Linked DNA regions of Mus musculus: region 1 is linked to region 2. A link is a contact called in public promoter capture Hi-C data. All regions are on one chromosome and are shown on one strand. Each heading gives the region's core, a stretch centred on a gene start, on an enhancer-like site or on the middle of the called end of the contact. The rest is flanking DNA. Distances are from core to core; before and after follow the strand shown.

Region 1 (6,123 bases), core at 478-2,977, 1.9 Mb after region 2:
GAAGAAAAGGAGACTTCTCTAGAATCACATGATCAAAGTTCCATCAGGAGGGTGTACACAGCTGGAGTTGTACACAGCTGGAGCTGACCAGTAATAGGCAAGGGCATGGGAGCAGGAGCAGTCTCTGGAATAAACAAACCTCCAAACTAGAGGAGCACACTCTGTCATTCAATCAGATGTTAAAAATTAACATAAAATAAAATTCCCATAAAATAGGTGGCTGGAGAGATGTCTCCATGGTTAATAGCAAATAAAGCTCTTCCGTAAGACCTGAGTTCCATTCTCAGCATGTGTGTGTAGGTGCACAGTGGTCTGTAACTCAAGTTCAAGGGAATATAGTGTTCTTTTCTGCTCTCCAGAAGCACTGGGCTGCCCTCTGTAAGCACAAGGCATGCACATGGTGCATTTACATTCATGCAGGCCAAACCCTCATATGCACAGATATAATAAATAAAAGAAACAAATTTCCTCATGAAATAGAACTGGAAAGAACACTTGCAAATTCATCTTATAACGCTAACTTCATTCTGATACCAAAAACTTGGTAAGAGCACAGCAATCAACCAACCAAGACCAAAACCAAACTAAAAAAACAAACAAACAAACAAAAAAAAAAACAAAATAACAAAACCAAACAACAACAACAAAAAAACTATTATGTAGAAATTTCCCAGAAATACACATAATTTAATATCATATTTCTAAAAAAAATAAAAAATATAGGGTGAACAAACTCTGCTTCATTCGAGGCATGCCAGGACAGTCCAACAATAAATGTAATTCAATACAGAAAGATTCGGGGAGAGAAATCGCATGGTCGTCTCAGTACACACTGAAAAGGCCTTTGACAAAATTTAATATTCTATTATGATAAAAGGCCTGAAGAAAATAGTGGCCATACCCCAACGCCACGGAGCTGCAGCAGCTTGCTTTCTGATGCTTTGATAAGTACCATGACCAAAAATGGCGTGGAGAACATATTGTGCCTTTTTCATCTTACAGGTTACAGTCCACTGGTTAGGAAGTCAATTCTGGAACCCAAACAGGGCAGTGGCTGAAGTGGGTACTGTGGAGGACAGCTGCTCTCTGGTTCTCTTTCTTATATGCCCAGACCCATCAGCCTAGCCCACAGTGGGCTGGGCTCTCCCACATCACTAAGCAATCAAGAAAATGCTCTCAGACTTGCCAACCGGTTAACTAAACGGAGGGAATTTTCAGTTGAGGTCACCTCTTTCTAGGTGTATCAGGTTGACAACAAAGATTAGCCATCTAGACTATATAAATTAACCTATAACCTATATATACTACATGGGAGAAACTGTAGATATGTTTTCTAAACAAGTAATGAAACAAGGGGGTCTACACTTCACTGTTATTCAATACGGTGCTTGAAATCTTGGCTACAGCAGTTAGGCCAAGGAAAGAAAGAAAACGGATTCAAACAGGTAAACCATTTACATGCTCAGGCCTAGACACTAGGATAACACCTAAGCACAGGAGGGCGTGGTCTGTGGCACGAGAACCCCCACAGGGGCGGGACTTCCGCCGCCGATACCCTGAGGGACAGGCCTGCTTAGGTGGTTCTGAGGCGCCCAGCCCTACCCCGCCCCGTAGCCACTCTACTCCATACGGGCGACACGGGAAATCATCCCCACAGCTCGCGCTCAGCCGCTCGGACTACAACACCCAGCAAGCCCTGCGGTCCCGCGTCTGACTTGCGCAGTAGCCTCCGTTGTAAAATGCTATGACAACAGGGCGAAGGCGGTTTGGATTCAGGCTGGAGTGGGGAGGTGTCTTCCGCAGGCTGTTGTCTTGCAGCCTCACCCCTCTTACAGTCTCCCTGGTGGTTTCATCCTCTCTGTGAGCATCCGGACTTGGAGTTTTTCTCTCTTGTCACTTGTGGCTTCCGAGGGATCCATGTCGTCTCCCCTGCTTGTCTCTGGGGGATGACAAGAGGGTGCAGGGGATCTTGGGACTCACTTCACCTCCGCGGAGCTTGTGTTGCTGCTTGGCAGGATTCTGTCTGCTTGGGAACGTGGAAAACTTCGAACACAAACAAGACCAAGAGGTACTAGTGGTGTTAAGTGTTGTTTTTCCTTGCACGGCTGTTACTTCTGTTCCAGCACTGGATTCTCATCCGGAGGGAAGTCTGTGGATAGTGGGTTCGTAGCAAGGCGAGTCAAAGCCCACTTGTTGGCATCAGGTAAGAAATATCCCAGAAATTAATCTCGGATGTATAAATGCATTGGCTATGCTTGGTCAACAGGACTAACGCTCAATGCCATGTAATGGTTCGGGAGATGTAGGATGATCTCTTAATTAGAAAGGAGGCTTGCATTCAAACAAACCGCTAACACGGCGTGGGTAGATCCTATAAACACCTTTGAGCGGGGAGTGATTTTTAAGGAGTCCATGTAGCAGTCACGTGGAGTAAGAGCTTCTTTCTCCTGTGACATTTCAACAGGTCTTGTGAGCAGAGCGTCAAATCGCTGCTCAGTCTGCGGCTGAAGTGGGAGCATGTTGATGCTCTCCAGTGCTGCCTGCAATAGGATTAATGGTTATCCTTTCTCTTTCCTTTGCAGACCACAGCAGTTTAGATGGACTAAGCTGATTTTATCAGCAGCTCCTCCCAAGCAAGGTCTGCATTTGCCTTTGATTTTTCTGTATAAACGTATAGATTATTTTTTGGTATCTCACATTGTCTTTAAACATCAAATTGTGTCTAATGTGTACACATATATACATACATCTCACTTTATACACACAAATTGAAAGATACTGGAGAGAAAGTGGGGTTTTTATCTTTTCTTCCTTTCTCTTATTTTTAAAAATTTATAATGTGGCCCAAAACAGGCCTGGAACTTTCTGTATATCCTAGGCCATCTTTAAGCATATCTTGCCTCAGGTTCCCAAATGTTGTTATTACAGGTGTGTACCACCATGGAATGTATTACTGTTTGCTAACATTCCAAGAGACAAGAAGTAACTTATTAGCAATAATTGAGATTGGGTTTTGTCTTTTCTTTGGTGATGGGTTAGAATGTTATAAGAATTAAGAACAAGAGACTTTATTTTGAAAACCATTTACAAGTTATTTGTAAGAGTTTAGGGATTTAAAAATTATGTATATTGGTTGTGGTTATACCTCCCACTTATGTTTATGCTATAGTTTTAAAAGTTGATTAGATTTTAATATTTTAATATTTCAGTGCATGTATGTTGTTGGGCATGGGTACCACAGTGAAGGTGTGGAGGTTAGAGGACAACTTGCAAGAGTCAGTTCTCTGGCACCATGTGGGTCCGGTCAGGCTTGGCAGCAAGCATCTTTGTTTGCCAAGCCATCTCACTGGTCCTATGGTATAGCTTCTTGATTGAAAGGCTCTTTGCAGGAAGAAAAAAATCTACTACCAGTACTGTACAGTTTTATGCCTTTCAGATACATAGGATGTCTCCTTGCTCAGAGTGTATGTGTGTACATGTGTACCACTGAACACTCCAATCCCTTCAGGTATTTTTGAAAAGTATTGAAATATATCAAGTTATTATAAAACATGTTTGCTGATTATAACATTTATAAGGTCTGGGGGTGTAGCTCTTTCAATACCCAGTAAGACACACACTCACCTGTATACACAGGTACTTGTGCGCGCGCGCGCGCGCACACACACACACACACACACACACACACACACACACACTTTCTGATCTGCCCTTTGGTTGTCCCAGTTGAAATTGTGTGCCTATAAGACCTTGCTGTCACACCTAGATGATCACCACCACTTCTATTTCCGCATTATTTTTACTGGGTTACAACTGACTTTTATTAAATGGTTGTAGTGGCTGAACACTGGCTAAGGAAGTGCATATCTTAGAGCACTGTATTTTCCCACCACCAAGATCAGTTGATGCTAGAGCATAAGGGCTTCTCTGAGGGTGTGCGGTTGAGACGTCACATTAGGAAGTGAACACAGGTCTATCTGACCACTACTCCTGTGCCTTTCACGTCAGCTGAAAACTCCAATACAAGCCCTTGTCATAATGGGTTTTTTTTTTTTTTTTTTTGGAGTGGTGGTTCAAGACAGGGTTTTTCTGTGTAGCTCCAGCTCTCCTGGAACTCACTCTGTAGACCAGGCTGGCCTCGAACTCAAAGATCTGCTTGCTTCTGCATCCACAGTGTTGAGATTAAAGGCATTCACCACCACTGCTTGGCTGTCATATTGCTTTCAAAGAAATATTTGTTTAATTTTACATGACTGTACCATTGTCCTGGACCAGACAACCCAATTGCTATTTCCTGAAATTTAATGACAGAAACATTATTTGGAGAAAGTTCCATATGTGAACAACAGCAGTTTTAGGACAACTTCCTGATTTCAGAGCCTGCCTCAGACTTTCGGGTTGTTCCCACTGCATTCTGTGGCCATTGATATTACTCAGTTCTACATGTGTGAGTCTGGTTTAGTGAGGGTTGAAACTGCCTGTCTCATACATAAAACTTAAGTATAAGTAAGTGACCACGTGGGCAGATTTCTTACCTTCTCTGTGGTCAGGGATAACCAAATAATGGTATCTTTGTGCTCTGTAGAGTAAAAAAAAATTTTCCTTTAAAATTACATTTATTGATTTATGGTGTGTGTGTGTGTGTGTGTGTGTGTGTGTGTAGAGGTCAGAGTATACCTTTGGAGTTGGTTCTCCTTCTACCATGTTGGTCCCAAGGATTGAACTCAGTTTGTCAGTTGGGGACCCACATACAGAAAGAGAGAACCAACTTCCACAAGTTGTCCTCTGTCCGCCACAGGTGTGCCATGGCGCAAGCCTCTCTCAAATGTGATAAAATATCCTTTAAAAAGAAAAACTAGTGATGTAGGTGTGGTGGAGGATTTTTGTAATCCCAGCCTTGAGAAAAACCAAGGCAAGAACATTCTGAGTTCACAGCCCGCCTTGTCACAGAGCAAGTTCTGGGCCAGCTCACGCAACATAGGAGACCTTGTCTCAAAAACCAAAAACCAGACAAAAAAGCAAAAGAAATGAAAACCCTGTACTGACACATGCCTTTTTTCATTTCCCCAGACCTTAAATTTTACAGCACTATTAGTGTGTACTGAAATAAGGGTCTGAAACCCGGACAGCGCATGCGCAGAAGCAAGGTTTGTCATTGGCTGAGGGATTTAACTGCAGCTGTCCTATAGCATGCTGGGACGAGGCACCTCGCCACAGTCTTGGGTGGTCTGCCTTTTCTCTGGATGCTTTTCTTTCTCAACTCCAATGCACCAAACCTGTATTCAAATCTCTTGCTAAATTCCAACTCTGCTTGGAAAGCAAGACAAGTCCGAAACAGAACGGGAGGACTACTTGATTAACGGATACTTCCGGCTGTGTAAGAGCTTTGATGCAAACAAAATGAATTCCTCCAAGCTTTGGAATAACCATTAGGTCCTAGGAGAAAGAAGGGCAAGGTGGAGCTGTGATGGAGGGAATGCTCACTTAGGTTGCCAGGCATGAGCTGAGCATCTTCGCATCCAGAACTCAGAGAGCTTCCAAATCTGAAACCTTAGAGTCCTGATGTGACGCCACGCGTGGGGCGTCCACGCCTACCTCGTCTGACAGGTTATAGTCAAAACTCAGAAACACTCTGCATATAATCACACTCAGGCCATGTGTAGAAGATGCTTATGGGATATATGTGAATTTAGTGTTTAAAGTTGGCTCTTCTCTAAGACATTACATATGCAAATATTCCAAAGTCTGAAATCCAGAATGGCTGGCCCTAGGCTTCCTGGGCTGGGGAGACTCACTGTCCAGTAAATTGGACCTTCTAATACTGCATGGAGCATGCAGCTCGGTCATCTGGGCGTGATGTTTGAAGGGGACAGGCGTGTGCATTTCTAAAAGCTCCGGGGTACCAACACTTTGAGTCTCAAGACATTCCCAGATGTTTGAGCAGGTGATAAAGTAGAGCACCCCCATCTTTCGACACAGGGCAGGTAGGAAAACCACCAGCTCAATGGGGTCTACATCATGGGCAATCACCACCAGCTGAGCCTTCTTGTTCTCCACCAAGGTGGTGACTGTATTGACTCCTGCTCAGTGGACAGGTGGTCTCTTAGTTGGGACGTTGCCTTT
Region 2 (5,657 bases), core at 1,460-3,959:
GGCTAGCCCGGTCTACAGAGTGAGTTCCAGGACAGCCAGGGCTACACAGAGAAACCCTGTCTTGAAAAACCAAAAAACAAAATAAGAAAAAAATTACCCATTTGTAATAAACTATTAAAACAAAGGCAATTAAAACATAAAAGTTAATGATTATTATTTATAATTCAATTGTCTTTAATATACCCAGAATTATGTTTGTAGTCATGTTAAATACAAATATAATGTATTTACACAGAGCAGATTGGAGGGTGAGGCAAAAGGGGGGAACGGTTATCCAGTTTTCCCTTGTGACCAATATATGAAGTCTCTGTAAACTTCAAGTCTTCAAATCTTGGATGAGCATAACTAACCTATGCTGAAAAGCATTGGAAAGAAACAGGAGATTCATTTAAAGATAGTCTGAAAGCTCCTGTATGGTGTGGTGCCCAACTGAGTGAGCGGCCTAGCAGGCACTCAGGCCCATGGGGAGGGAGGTGGGTTTTGCTTGTGTTGTTTCAGATTCAGATCAACTGAAGTGAATCCCTCAGCAGCATATGATCCCCCAGTGTGAAACAATGGGAATCTCAACATCAGGATGGGTTTGAAATATCCTTCAGGAAAATGAAGCTCACCAGTCGAAAAGAAGCAGCAATTCAACAGACTCACCAAACCCAATCAAAAACCCTCCTTGGGACAGATTAAGAATTTGTGCAGAATGAACCTTGGAGCAAAATCATCAGGCTATAACTCCTGGTTGAAATGGTATAAAAAGTCTTCCAGTTTAAAAATAAAAGTCTAGGGACAGATGGATTTATAGCCAAATTCTATCAATCTTTCAAATCCACAGTCGAATTTTTTGACTGCTATAGCCAGTACTTTTACATTGTTAAAAGAAAAAAGGAGGGAGGGAAGGAAAGACGGAGGGAGGGAAGGAGAGAGAGAGAGAGAGAGAGGAGCACCCCCAAACTTATTCTATGAAACCAGTATCACTCTAATATCAAAACCAGATAAAGACAACAACAAAAAGACTCAGCTACAGAACATAGATCCCAAAAATGCTCTTTAAAATTCTATTGCAAATAGAATACAAACATACATTTAAAAGATTACGAAAGGATCTAGAGAGATTGCTCAACAACTATGAGCATTTGCTGCTCTTGTAGCGGACCCAGGTTCAATTCCCAGCACATGCTGATTCACAGCCATCTGTAAGTCCAGTTCCAGGGTATCTGATGCCCTCTCTGACCTCCATGTCCACAAAGCATACACGTGGTGCACAGACATATATGCCGGCAAAACACATATAAAATAAAATGAATAAATCTAATAAAAACTCTAAAAAACATTTTTAAAAAGAGTATACATCTGAGTAAATTGGCTTTATCCCTGAAATGCAGGGATGATCTAAAAAACACGTCAATAAAGGTAATAAGTCACATAAATGGACTAACAGACAAAAACCACATGATCATCTCAATAGCTGCAAAAGACGCCTTTGACAAAGGCCTTTGAAAAAACAGTCTTGAGTACCCTTGGAGCCATTTCTTGCCCTGTGTGTGACCTAACATCTTTGTGACTATTAGGTCTATAATACAGCAGTAGTCTCTGCTAAACAAAAGGCTACAATTGCATCTGATGCCTATAGCAGAGATTTTCTTTTTCTGCAACAGACCTACTTGAGTTTCTACCAACACATCTGGAGTGTTGTGCTTATAGTGTGGTATCCACCAGAAAAGACTGCTCAGACATGAGTTTAAGCCAGTAAAAAGTCTTTATTAGCCAGGTCTTTATTACACTGGATGTTCCGGATCCCAGTGCAGCACTGAGCCTTTCTCAGGGTGAGCTTTTAAACACAAAAACCATATCCTGGCGACATGTTTCAGTTAACGAGAACATATAGCCAGAAGGAGAACTACAGAAGCCAAACAGCAAGGTTTGTACATTTAAAGACTTTCCCAGAACTACAGACTTAGATGGATTAGGTCTTTGTTTTCATTTTGGCTAGTGGTTCTGTCTACATGCTGAGTTTTGTGGCTGAGTTTTCTACCATGAAGTCAATTGTGTTAAGGTCTGGGAACATGTCATATGCTTTAGTATTTTCTTTGTTACTGCAATAACCTCATGAAACAGCATATTTGCATATGGAACTTGAAGTGCTAATCTGTATTCCTGCGCCAAAGTCACTTATTTTGGCTCGAGAATATTCTCTCTCTCTCTCTCTCTCTCTCTCTCTCTCTCTCTCTCTCTCTCAGTCTCTCTCTCTCTCTCTCTCTGTGTGTGTGTGTGTGTGTGTGTGTGTGTGTGTGTGTGTGTGTGTGTGTGTGAGACATAGTCTCAATTTTCAGACTAGCCTTGAACGCAGAAATCTGCCTGCCTCTGCCTCCTGAATGCTGGGACTAAAGGCACAGCGGCACCAAGCCTAGGCTAAGACTAAAACAAGAATGGGGAGGGAGGAAGAGGGGAGGAAAGGAGGGAAGAATGGGAGAGAGGGAGGAAGGGAAGAATGGGAGGGAAGAAGGAAAGAAAAGAGATGGGGATTAGATTAGATAAGAATTAGATCAGGCTTGGTGGGCGACTGTGTGCTGCCATGTGGGTACTGGGAATCCAGCCTGGGTCCTTCTCCAGCTCCTAGAATTTTATCTCTATCCAAGGTGGCTGGGACCCAAATCTCCCGGGCTTCACGCCAGGACGGAAGCGGAAGTGACGCCTGCAAAGGCCCGACTCTTTTCTAGTGATGGCTGCGTCCTGTAGTTCTCAGTGTCTTCACCTCCGGTTCATCTTTACGTCTAGGAAGTCGCCGAGGCAAGGATGGGGGGTGACGGCGGCCGTGGAGGGTCAGTTTAAGGCGTGGCTGTGTGTGCAGCTCGCCGAGGGGCGGTCCCCGTAGGCCCGAAGCCTAGGACGGGCGGGTCTCACGGGCACCCCGCCTCCCTCTGGCGAATGCTCTCCAAGCTTCCATCTGCTCGCTCGCCCTCTGCAGAAGCCGCCTTCCAGATTCCTCTTCCAGCACAGAAGCCCGCCACGGGCCATCTCTCTGCAGCCGCCGCCTCCACTGCACAGCCCAGCGATTGTGGAGCTCGGGTGAGCGCCCCAGGCTGTGATTTGTTCCTTGCAGAGTGTGGCTTTGTCTTTGGCATCGTCTGATTAATTCTGCCACATGACATTCGGGTAGAAAAAGTATTCGTAGGTATCTAGGACTAAACATTTCTATTTGGAGGTCAATCTTTATTATTTGGCTTTTCCAGAACTCGCTAGGTAGACCAGGCTGACCTAAACTCCTGGAGATCCGCCTGCCTCTGCTGGCATTAAAGGCTTTTGCCACCGCCTGCTAAATGTTTATTTCCTTAATCTTAACCTTTTTTCATTTTCCATGCCTTTCCTTCCTCACTCTCTCCATTTCCTTTCTCTTTCTTCACCTCTCCTCCTCTTGACTTTACTGCTAGTAGAACTGCTCATTCAGTGAGCTACTAACCCTTGCCCTGAACATTTTATACATAAAGTACAGATACTGTGTGATTATGGCTTTCTACTGGTGAGAATGGGAGTACCCTGTTCTCTTTATTTGAAGTTTCCAGGCCTGTACATCCCTATAGAGTTTAAAAAAAAAAAAAAAAAAAAAAAAAAGAAAAGAAAAAGAAAAAAGAAAGAAAGAAAAAGAAAAAAAAGTGGGAATTACCCTGGCTCAGCTCAGAGATCAGTTCCCATGGGTTGGTCTTACTTTCCACCATCTGGGCGCTGGAGATCAGGCTCTCTGGCTTGGCCTTTACTCGCTGGTTCATCTCCATGGCCTCTGTTTTTTGTTTGTTTGTTTTTTGTTTTTGTTTTTTTAGAGACAGTGTTTCTCTGTATAGCCCTGGCTGTCCTGGAACTCACTTTGTAGACCAGGCTGGCCTCAAACTCAGAAATCTGCCTGCCTCCGCCTCCGCCTCCGCCTCCGCCTCCGCCTCCGCCTCCGCCTCCGCCTCCGCCTCCGCCTCCGCCTCCGCCTCCCAAGTGCTGGGATTAAAAGCGTGCGTCACCACGCCCGGCTCCATGGCCTCTGTTTGTTCTCTGAAGTAGGGTCTCAGGTAGCCCAGGCTATCATACACCTTGCTATGTAATTGAGGCTGACTCTGAACTCCTAATTCCCCAGCCTTTACCTCCCAGGAGTTGGAATTTCTGGTGTCTAGCATCATGCCTGGTTCTATAGGTAACTTTTGAAGAGTCTCAAGTTCTTTAAGAAAGTCATGTTTTGCTATTTCTGAGTGAAATCAAACGTTATATTTAAAAATTAGTGTGTTCCCCTTCCCACTTACTCCCACATACTTAGAGTAGCTCCAAAGGAGAGGTTTGAAAGCTGCAGTAAGGATTGATAATAAGTAACATAGGCTTCGGGGCCACAGGGTCTAGAATTACTCAGTTCTACTTAGTAACTTTGTCCATGGTTATGCTGTGATGTTCTGGTCATGAGTGGCAGCTGTTTCTCGGAAGCAGGATAGTTATCTTAGTAAGAGGGCATAGTGCCTTGAGTGGGCTGTGTAGCTCAGCGGTTGTGGACTCATTGGCATTATGAGGCGCTCCAGTGGTAGAACACAAAAGGCTTCGGTTTGCTACAAAGTACCAAGAAGGCTAAGCCATTGCCTGGCTCTTGGATATCTTTGCATCTGCTGAGTGAGTCCAAGTGCTTGAAAACTTTGTATTATATGGTTTAAATTTTTTATTTACTGTTTCTGTATAGACATGTATGGTGGGTGTGGCTGTGGAGGTGGATCAGGTTCCTGGGTTTCTGTGACAGGCTCCCTTGCTTTCTGAGCTCCCTGCTACTGTAGTTGTAACTCTTTCTGGCCTGCGCTTGACTGTAGTGCAGTCGATGGCCCTGGAGATGGCTGTGTAGACTTGTTAATGCACATTCAAATCTTAAAAATGATGCACTCAAAATTCAAATATCTGTTCAGCGTGATGTCCCGTTTTGGTTGGCGTAACGGGCAGAAACTTGAATGAGATCTTCAATGAGTGTCTTTACATACCATCATTGAACCTTTAGAAAGACTTAGTCCTAAATCTCCAGTTGACATTTTTTTTTAACTATCCTTACATATTTGTGTGTGCACACAAAGATGTCACAACAGACATGTGGAGGTCAGAGGATGACTTGCAGTTCCATCCTGCGATTTTGAGTCCTGGGGAATTGAACTGAAATCAGCCATTACACTAGCCTATCTCCCATGGGGATGAGCCTTCTGCTCATTACAAAGTAGAATGGAGAAAATGACATTGACGTTGTCAGTCCATGCCATATTGAAGACCAGTTGAAGTTGTGTATGATAACAGAGGTCAATGGAAAGTAAGGCAGAGAGAATCATGAGGCTAGCCTGGGCTACATAATGATGTCTCAGACAAAACAACTGGTGTGACCACCTGCCTGTGTTTAGTTGCTGGTCATTTTACTTCAAGACTCAGGGAATTTTGCGCTGGCCGGTGAAACTTTCAGAAGTTTCGGTGCTGTAAGTCAGGTAAGGACAGTGGTAAACTATGCTGAGGCAGTCAGGAGCACGATGGTTATACCAAGTTTTTCATGTTGGTACTCGTGTTTAAACTTCTCAGGAGCACTTTTGTTATGTCTGGTTTATTGATCATGTGAGTAGAGACTTCCAAGACTTTTTCTTCCTCCAGACTCCCCCATATGCCCATCCTTGAGC

Evidence for each region. Promoter capture Hi-C pulls out the DNA fragments that hold promoters and counts their contacts.
Region 1: a promoter capture Hi-C map of liver shows a contact between it and region 2, with 8 times the contacts expected there. The contact joins the promoter of Bbs9 here to the promoter of Zfp846 in region 2. A contact is called at or near these places in 3 of 39 promoter capture datasets (liver and pre-B cells).

The regions. Positions count from the first base shown.
Region 1 is chr9:22,473,988-22,480,110 of GRCm38.p6, forward strand. Bbs9 (Bardet-Biedl syndrome 9 (human)) reads left to right here and starts at 1,728. Exons shown (of 23, transcript NM_001360259.1): 1 at 1,728-2,068. It also overlaps the pseudogene Gm2976.
Region 2 is chr9:20,578,619-20,584,275 of GRCm38.p6, forward strand. Zfp846 (zinc finger protein 846) reads left to right here and starts at 2,710. Exons shown (of 6, transcript NM_172919.2): 1 at 2,710-3,060. Gm51704 (a long non-coding RNA gene) reads right to left here. Exons shown (of 2, transcript XR_003948290.1): 2 at 1,732-5,657.